3 separate regions of the Mus musculus genome follow, and regions 1 and 2 are each linked to region 3. The links are chromatin contacts, called in public Hi-C and promoter capture Hi-C maps. All regions are on one chromosome and are shown on one strand. The core of a region is the stretch at or near the end of the contact, and the rest is flanking DNA. Distances in the headings are between cores, read along the strand shown.

Region 1 (2,700 bases), core at 196-2,695, 380 kb before region 3:
ATTCAGCTTGTGGTCATTTGTTATAGCAACTGTATGGAACTGGCACATGCTTTAAGTAGCCTCAAACAAGAAACACTCTGATTAAAAGGATTTCTTATTAATACCAGTTTTGAGACCATTCACAAATACTGTGTTACTGCGATCTGTGTCAGGTGCATTTTGAACAATTTTTGAACAGACTCAAGGTTATTCCTCTAGTTGTATTATTTTCTAAATGATTTCCCTTGAGCTGAAGAGAAAGGGCTGAGTTGATATCCAAAGGCTTTGAATATGCATAATTCACTGATAATGTTGTTGTTGGTCGTGGTGGTGGTGGTGGTGGTGGTGAGACAAGGTCTTTCTCTATAGCTCTGGCTCTGCTGAAGCTATTTAGACCAGGCTGGCCTCACACTCACAAAGCTCTGCCTTTCAGGTCTTGCACATGAGCTGCCACTCACTCCCTGCTGTTGTTTTTCTATTCAATTTGCTCTGTGCTGCTCTCTGTATTGCATCTCTACCATAGCCCGAGACAGCTCATGTGGAGAGTGGGACTTAAGATCTGAGCCTATCATTTATAGGGCATTGATTACCCACCAGAGTATCCTGGACATTCTCAAGCCATTGGTCAATTCTATTGCTACCCTGGCTATCTGGCTAAGGACTCTGCCTTGCATAATTCTACAATTACCAAGAGGCTTCTTTTTGCCACATGATTAAGACATGTCACATCTACCACCATCACCAGGAAGGTAGCAATTGTTGACACATCGCAAAACCAAAATGAACCAACCGTCATTTTTATGGTAAGATATTCGATGAGCTGATGTCTTCTCTGACATGTTTTCTTAAATGTCTGATATCTTGCTACCATTGGCTGTCTATGTGCTGGCATGAGAGAAGAGGAAATATGTTTTGCGTTTGTCATGTTGTTCTCACCCTAGTATTGCTAATCCCCTTGACAGATGAAGAAGCTGAGGTGTGTGGGGTGAAGCCTTGAGTTCAAAGGCAGCTCCTAAACTCCAAGTGATGTTGGACCTCCAAAGCTCCATAGCAGATGCAGCCTCACCATCTCTTATGTCCTTCCAACTTAAAGCATTAGTATGTCTTGATTTCCTGCAAAAAGCCTCATGACCTCAAGGCCATCATGGTGAGGGTGCCTGGCTCGAGCTTGCTCCTAGGGTCACTTCTGTCCCCTGTAAACAGATTACATGTGAGGCAGTGCTCTCTCTCTCTCTCTCTCTAACGCTCTCTCTCTTCCTCCTCCTCCTCCTCTTCCTCCTCCTCCTCCTCCTCCTCTTCCTCCTCCTCCTCCTCTTCCTCCTCCAAATTCGCTTGAGGCTGTTTTCTTGAGACATCAGTGGCTTTAAAGCAAAACAAGGATTTGCTAACAAAACATTCTACCCCAGATGAGTCACGGTTCAGGTCCTCCTCAGGAGAGGCAGCCAAGTGCGAAGTCTGAGAGACTCCAAGGGCTCTCTCTCTCTCTTCCCTCTTCACCAGACTGAACTCCCCAAACACAGCAGAGGCAAAGTCACGGCTGTTTGAGCACGTTAACAGGATGGCTTCTGGGGGGTGATAAAGGCCAGAGAATGGAGGCCTGAGAGACCTTTGTGTCCTAAGCCTTTGACCCCTTTGATGAGACAGATGTGCAGGCCAGGCCTTCCTTCCCAGGGCAAGCTAACCCTCATTAAACAGCAGGAAGGCTTCCTTGGTGGCAATGAGCAGACACATGCCTGGCTTCCCTGGCAGCAGACGGAATGGGAAGAGATAATCCCCCTGTCATCAGGCCCCACACCCCCTCAAGACTCCAGCACTGGCTCCTGTAACATGTGCTCACCTTGATTTATGGTTGACCTTGGGAAAGCCAGCCTCTGACTTTGGCAGCCTGTCTCCTGGCCATCATTTTTCTAGATGGAAAGAGCTCTTTTTGGTTAGTGTCTGTAAGTATCCCATCTAAGTCAGAGTTTCTCGAGATGCTTGCGGCTCCCCTGGAAGCCACTCTGCTAGCTTCCCTGGGATACTTTGCAGATGAAGGTAGGAAAAGCCAGGAGGAAAATTTCCCTAAGTTGGAGAGAGGACACATCCACCCTGTCCGCCAGAGTGTCATCAGTCAGTCTACAGCACCAACGGGCCCACCACCTTGCCAGACTGACTTAATAAAGACAAAGGACATGGGAGTTCCACAGTCATGACTCTTAAACCTCGTAGAGGCTATATAGAGTGTAAGTAGCACCTATGTTAACCAAATAGTGTCTCTAACATTAACTTTCTCTAACTGGAAATGTCTGCCTGGGACATATTGACCAACAAGACTTAGAATGGAGCTTAATGGGTTGACTCTACAGATGGTGGGACTACATGAGAGCCATGCTCTGTTGGACAATAATTACAGCTAGTATGTACAGGGTGATGATCATACATTGTACCGCTTCATCACAATATGCTGCTGGAGTATCAGTATTGTTCATATTTATAGAAGAGGCGAGCAGCCCAAAGAGGTTAAGTAACTTGCTTAAACCTTGACAGCGACTAAATGGTAAAACTTGAGGTTTGAACCCACACACACTGGCTCTGGAGTGCATAACCTCATCATGATGAGTTTAACCTTGAAAGCTGCCTACAAGAAGAGGAATTGTGCCTCACAGAAAAGTCAATCCTACTTGATGTTCAAATTGACTTTCAATGTGCATGTATTTGTGTAAAACACATGAGTGCGCACAT
Region 2 (2,700 bases), core at 138-2,637, 430 kb before region 3:
CTTTGGTCGCCATGAAAGAGGATGTTCAAAGCACTGGGCATCGTCAGGGTTAAATCTCGTCCACTTCTATGTGCTCCTGTGACTGTGACCCAAACCCCTGACATAGACATATTATAAAGCAGAGACACTGGCACTTTGAAACTGGCTCGGAGAACCCAGAGTTGTATGGTGTCTGACACAGGCATGGCTTGTACTCCTGTTTGCCTTAGTTCGGGGCGGGTACTTCTTTACAGAGCTGGATGCAGAACGGCAGCCTTACCCTTTGCTAACTCCTTTCTTTGTCTTATTAAGAGATGGTTTTAACATACCACTCTTAAAAAGTTACTCCCTGGAGACTTTCTTCAGACAAACTCCAGCGTTCATTTTGAACAAGAGTGGAACAGTTGTGGATGAGGGGGCCATGTCTTGTCTGATGGGAAAGCCAGCTTTCTTTTCTCCATCAACTCCAGTATAGTTTTCTTCTCTCTAGAACCCTAGAACTCTTGAACTCTCTGGGGTACTGATGTGTCATTCTGCAAAGTGCAGACTTACAGCCAACCCCTAATCCCAGGAGCAGCTTCACCAAAAGCAGGAAGGAGGACACAAGGGGGAAGGAAATCCTGACAGAGCCTCCATTTTCTACTCTATATGAGCATGAACTCCAGAGAGAGAGAGAGAGAGAGAGAGAGAGAGAGAGAGATTTAACACTGAAATGGAGTAAAAGCAATCAACCAGGCCCAGGTCCAGAGCTTTGAGTCAAACCTTGAGTTACATTTTGTAATCCACCCAGCTGATTTTATTCATACTTTCATTGTGCAGATATGGACGGCCCGAAGAAAGATACCCAAGTACTCAACTTGGGAACCACCACAATGGGAGAATGTGCGACAGAGAGATAGGAAAGAGACAATGGAGAAAGGGTAGAGAAAGTAGAGCTGAGGGGGTTGTGTACTCTGGAGAAAGGTGGAACTGGAGACGACAGTGGTGGGCAACAGGCAGCTTTAGGAACCTGCACAACGGCCTGAGGACATGGTGATGCCTTGGCTTGGACTTTGGCAAAGGGCCATGTTTGGATCTGTGCTCCTGTGGCAGCTGGGGTCTGAGTTATCACCAAAGGCCATGCTGATGTCCGTGGTCTGGGCTGCCACTGGAGATCATGTGGATGTCTGAGGGCCTTGGTGCTGTAGGGGGGCATGCTCATCTGAGTGACCTGCTCTGACACCTGAGTCCATGGTGACAGCAGGGTCCATGCTGCTGCCTGGGACCATGTCAGGATCTAGAGTCCCATCACAGCCAGGGTCTGTGTTGGTGCCTCAGGTTCATGTTATCACCAAAGGCTATGCAGATGTCCCTGGGCTGGGCTCCTGAGGCACTGTGCTAGACTGGCCCCGCCCCTTGCCTGGGTGACACAATAGAGCTGACCCTGGTGTGAGGGTCAGGTGAGCTGGCCAAGGGTATGCGCATGGGACAGTTGGCCCTGCCCCTTGCCAGCTGTGATTCGAGGGCAAGCTAGCTGGGGCAGTACTAGACAGCTCGACAGGGTGGTACTGGTGCAGGAGAGCTGGTGGGCTGACCGACTCAGCTACCAACCAGGCCCAGATTCAGGGCTTTGAGTCAGCCCACCCCAACATCTACCCCATCTATGAACTGCTGGGTGGTGTGAAAAGCCCAGTCCTACAGATCCAAAGCTGCAGGATCTCCATGACACAGGGCAATAATAACAGGGTGACTAGGGGGAGTCTCCATGAAGATCTAGTACTGATGATGTAGCAGAAGCCAGATGCCTCCGACCAGAGCAGTGACTCCTTGCAATGAACACTTGTAAGTAAAGATGTGTGGACAGAAGGGTGTACTGTGGGCTACGCTGTGACAAGTTTGTTTGTTTTTTTTTAAATTCTATCCTATATTTGGTGGGGGAGGGAGAGGATGCAAGGGCAGGGGGTGTATAAGAAGGGACAGGGATATGAGTGGGGTTGGTGTGTGTGATTCACCAAAGAATCAATAGAAGGGTTTTTTTAATGTGTACTTCAAAGCTATAACTGAGTCTTGACAGTTATGTGCAGGAGTATTTTGCCTCCAGGAAGCAGACTCTTATCACCCACTACCTTCTCCCACACAGGGGACCAAAAACTGACATCATTCCTCCTGGGAAGACACTTCCTGCTCTGAGCTTCTTCAGGCCATTGGAATGGTTATATTATTTTTATTGTGAATTTTTATTTGGCTTAGTTTGAGGCAGAGTCTCGTGGACTAGCCCTGAACTGCTGATCCCCCTGCCTCGACCTCCCCTCCTGAGAGCTTGGATTATAAGCATCTGTCACCATGCCAAGCTAGAATGGTTATTTTTAAACTGCTCTTTTTTTTTTTTTAAAAGCATATATCCAGATTTGTTGCACCTACTTATAATATGAATTTAAAACAGTTTGTGATCAAATGGCAATTTTAATTTGTCTTGATTCATGTGAAAGTAATTTAAATTCACATTAGTATGCTGGAAACTGATCATTAACACTTTTTAACTGATTTTGTAAACACATTTGGCTTCCAAAATAAACATAAACAGGAAAGAGGAGGGCTTGGCGGAGCTGAGGCATGAAGGCACGCACCCATTGAAGGATCCTTAGCAGAAAACGCAAAGCCATTTGAGAGTTATTTCATCAGCCACTCACTTCATGAAAAATCTGCAAGAAAAATGTGAATAATTTCAGATTTGCCTGGTGG
Region 3 (2,700 bases), core at 9-2,508:
TCAATTGGATGGAACACAGGGCCCCCAATGGAGGAGCTAGAGAAAGTACCCAAGGAGCTGAAGGGGTCTGCAACCCTATAGGTGGAACAGCAATATGAACTAATCAGTACCCTGAGAGCTCGTGTCTCTAGCTGCATATGTAGCAGAAGATGGCCTAGTCGGCCATCACTGGAAAGAGAGGCCCATTGGACTTGCAAACTTTATATGCCCCAGTACAGGGGAATGCCAGGGCCATGAAGTGGGAGTGGGTGGGTAGGAGGGCAGGGCGGGGATAAGGGCATAGGGGACTTTTGGGATAGCATTTGAAATGTAAATGAAGAAAATATCTAATAAAAAAAATTAAAAAAAAAAAAAAGAAACTCGGGTGGGGTGTAGAACTATCTGAATACCAAGGACTGTCATTTCTTTGAGTCAACAGGCATCTTTAACATCCACTCTTTAGAACCATACCGCTCTACTATTTAAGATGAGTAGCCAGGCTGTGGGAAAGAGGGCAATACTTTCAACTTTTTCTAAAGGAACCCTTCTTTAAAACTCTAAAAAGTTTTGTGGGTTAGTCCCAGCTTTAAGCTACCCGGGGTTGGAAGGAAGGAGTCCTAAGACACCAGCAGAGGATCCTACAAGCCAATTCCTTTCCATATGTGTTTCTTTTTCAGTAGTAATCATTTTAGGGTAATGGCATGTAGGGAGTCCATGGTCATCTAGAAATGAGGTGCTGAACAGAGAAGAGTAAGGAGTCTGGGTCTTAAGGCGGGCTTAGTGCACACCTCTTGACATCTCCATGCAAGTTTCCTCCCAGTCTTCCTCTGTCAGGGCAGGTCATCCTAACCATGCTTATGAAGAAGAGAGGGAAAAAGGAAATGGGTGCGTGGGGCCGGGCCAAGCACAGGGGTGATGGGCTGCCCAGGAGTCCCTCCCCCAAGTTTCTCCTGGAACGCGCCCACATATTTATTCTGAACCGACCTAAGAGCTGGTCCAGGGCTGGGAGCCCGGTTGACACCAGCAGTTGTCCATTCCGCACCGACGGTCGCGTGCCAGCAATGGACAGCAGCCGAGGGCCCCCTCCGGGGCCCCCAGAGGCCTTGCCCTTCCTCTGGAAACTAGAGGTGCCGCCCTGACCCGCCTCGGACGCCACAGACCGGGAGCTGAGGGTACCCGCGCCGCAAGTGTCTGCCGCCGCCATCTTGAAGCTCCTACGATGACCCAATCGGAACTCTGGGAACTGGAGCGGGGGGCCTGTCAGAGCTAGCCCCAAAGTCCCGCCTACACGCCATTGGCAGCCAATAGAACTGAGATTTCCTTGCAGGTCAACCAATCGCAAGGCCTATTGCTGAAAAGTGCGGTGCGTAAAGCTGGAGGGGTGTACGCGGCCCTGGTCCGTCTGAGTCCTGGCCGAGGAACTTCTGTTGGTGTTTGGGGCCGCAGGTGGGTACCGTCCTTCGGCATTCTTGATTTGCGAGTGCCTACGTTCACGAGTTAAAAGGAAAGGAAAGAGAAGCGATTCGCCCCCAGGGCTTCTAAAGCCACTGCGAGTTGGCGCTCTCCCCTGCTGTTTAGCAGAGAGACGCCTCTTTTTGCCTCTCTCACCTCTTGGGTCTCTAAGGAAAGTTATTCCCCATCCCTACCACCCCCACCACTACCTCTCCTCGAAACCTTGATTTCCCGAATGGTTGAGCTGTCTGGACAGGAGTAACTGTGACTTCAGTGGCTGGTGAGCTCTTGGGCTTAAGGCAGTGAGAACCCAGGGTTAGGTGGGTTGGGTTAAGGTAGACTTTACTTAGAAACTTCCGTTTATGAACTTCGAGACCATTGGGCTTTCTTCCCCCACTCTCACAGACTATACCTTTCTGACAAGTCCCCGTGAGCAGCTTTTCTTAATTTTAATTAGTGTTTCTGGAAATCTCGGAGGGTCTTTCCTAAGCAGTGTGAATGGCAAGTGTTACTCTGACAACCTTGTTCACACATTTAATTGTCACTTCTCCAAAGCAGCTGCAAATAACGGAAACTACTTGAAGTTTCTCTCCCCTAAATCTGAGTGGAATTAGATGTATTTGTACCTTATTTTTCTAGTAATTTGAATCTGAATGGAGAGGGTTCCTACTACACTATGAGTTTTATTTGTGGTAGAAAAAAAACCATGTAATTCAGACCTGATTTTTTTTTTCATATGTGAACTGGAGGAGGAATTGGTTAAGTGATTTCTAGAAGACATCCAAGATAAGCAATGTTTGAACGGAAAAAGAGACCTAAGTCAATACTTGTGTCACTTAATTACTGCTGACAGTGATGGGTGATACATGATATATGGATTGATTGATTGATTCATTCATTCATTCATTCATTTATTTTGAGACAGGATCTCTCTATGTAGCCCTGTTGGTATATAACTCACAGAAGTCTGCCTGCCTTTGCCTGAGACTTACAGGTGAATGCCACCACAACACCTTTACTTACGGTTTTTTCTTTCCATTCCCTCTTTCCCTTCCTCCTTCCCACCCTTTCTTTTTTCCTGCATCATATTTGGGCTTGGGCAGGAGACTATAATCCCAAACAGTTGGAAAAGGAGAATCAGATATTCAGAGTTAGCATCAGCAAAACAAATAATAATTAAAAAAACTTCAAACAAATATAAGAGAATCATATGGGGGGGCAACAAAGTTTGTGGTTTAGCAGCACATCAACCAGAGAGATTTGATAAAG

The links. Promoter capture Hi-C pulls out the DNA fragments that hold promoters and counts their contacts. Hi-C and Micro-C count contacts between places; a contact is called where the count stands out from the background.
Region 1: a Hi-C map of uterus shows a contact between it and region 3, with 2.5 times the contacts expected there. The contact joins the enhancer-like site here to the promoter of Elp4 in region 3. A contact is called at or near these places in 7 of 39 promoter capture datasets (embryonic stem cells, liver and stem cell-derived epiblast-like cells), 4 of 15 datasets of contacts at CTCF or cohesin (embryonic stem cells, pro-B cells and stem cell-derived epiblast-like cells), 28 of 484 Hi-C or Micro-C datasets (cerebellar granule neurons, cerebellum, cerebral cortex and 6 more), 3 of 115 datasets of contacts at active chromatin or transcription factors (astrocytes and embryonic stem cells) and 2 of 9 other capture datasets (embryonic tail and pancreatic islet).
Region 2: a contact with region 3 is called in a promoter capture Hi-C map of embryonic stem cells, with 4 times the contacts expected there. The contact joins the promoter of 4930527A07Rik here to the promoter of Elp4 in region 3. A contact is called at or near these places in 7 of 39 promoter capture datasets (the 3T3-L1 cell line, 3T3-L1-derived adipocytes, embryonic stem cells and 3 more), 1 of 15 datasets of contacts at CTCF or cohesin (pro-B cells), 9 of 484 Hi-C or Micro-C datasets (the C2C12 cell line, adipose-derived mesenchymal stem cells, cerebellum and 5 more), 1 of 115 datasets of contacts at active chromatin or transcription factors (astrocytes) and 2 of 9 other capture datasets (embryonic tail and embryonic trunk).

Annotation. Positions count from the first base shown.
Region 1 is chr2:105,520,531-105,523,230 of GRCm38.p6, forward strand. The region is part of intron 1 of 4930527A07Rik (RIKEN cDNA 4930527A07 gene); the gene reads left to right. Among named protein-coding and RNA genes, the nearest start is that of 4930527A07Rik, 45 kb to the left of the region's middle. Within about 2 kb of position 1,446, at least 14 of the 459 cell types and tissues checked have an H3K27ac peak or open chromatin away from gene starts, as enhancers often do. A contact at or near this core is called in embryonic tail and uterus, where this site is marked.
Region 2 is chr2:105,475,056-105,477,755 of GRCm38.p6, forward strand. It overlaps 4930527A07Rik (RIKEN cDNA 4930527A07 gene), which reads left to right and starts at 1,388. Exons shown (of 3, transcript NR_166134.1): 1 at 1,388-1,800.
Region 3 is chr2:105,903,306-105,906,005 of GRCm38.p6, forward strand. It overlaps Elp4 (elongator acetyltransferase complex subunit 4), which reads right to left and starts at 1,259. Exons shown (of 10, transcript NM_023876.4): 1 at 964-1,259. The coding sequence starts at 1,183. Immp1l (IMP1 inner mitochondrial membrane peptidase-like (S. cerevisiae)) reads left to right here and starts at 1,333. Exons shown (of 7, transcript NM_028260.2): 1 at 1,333-1,425.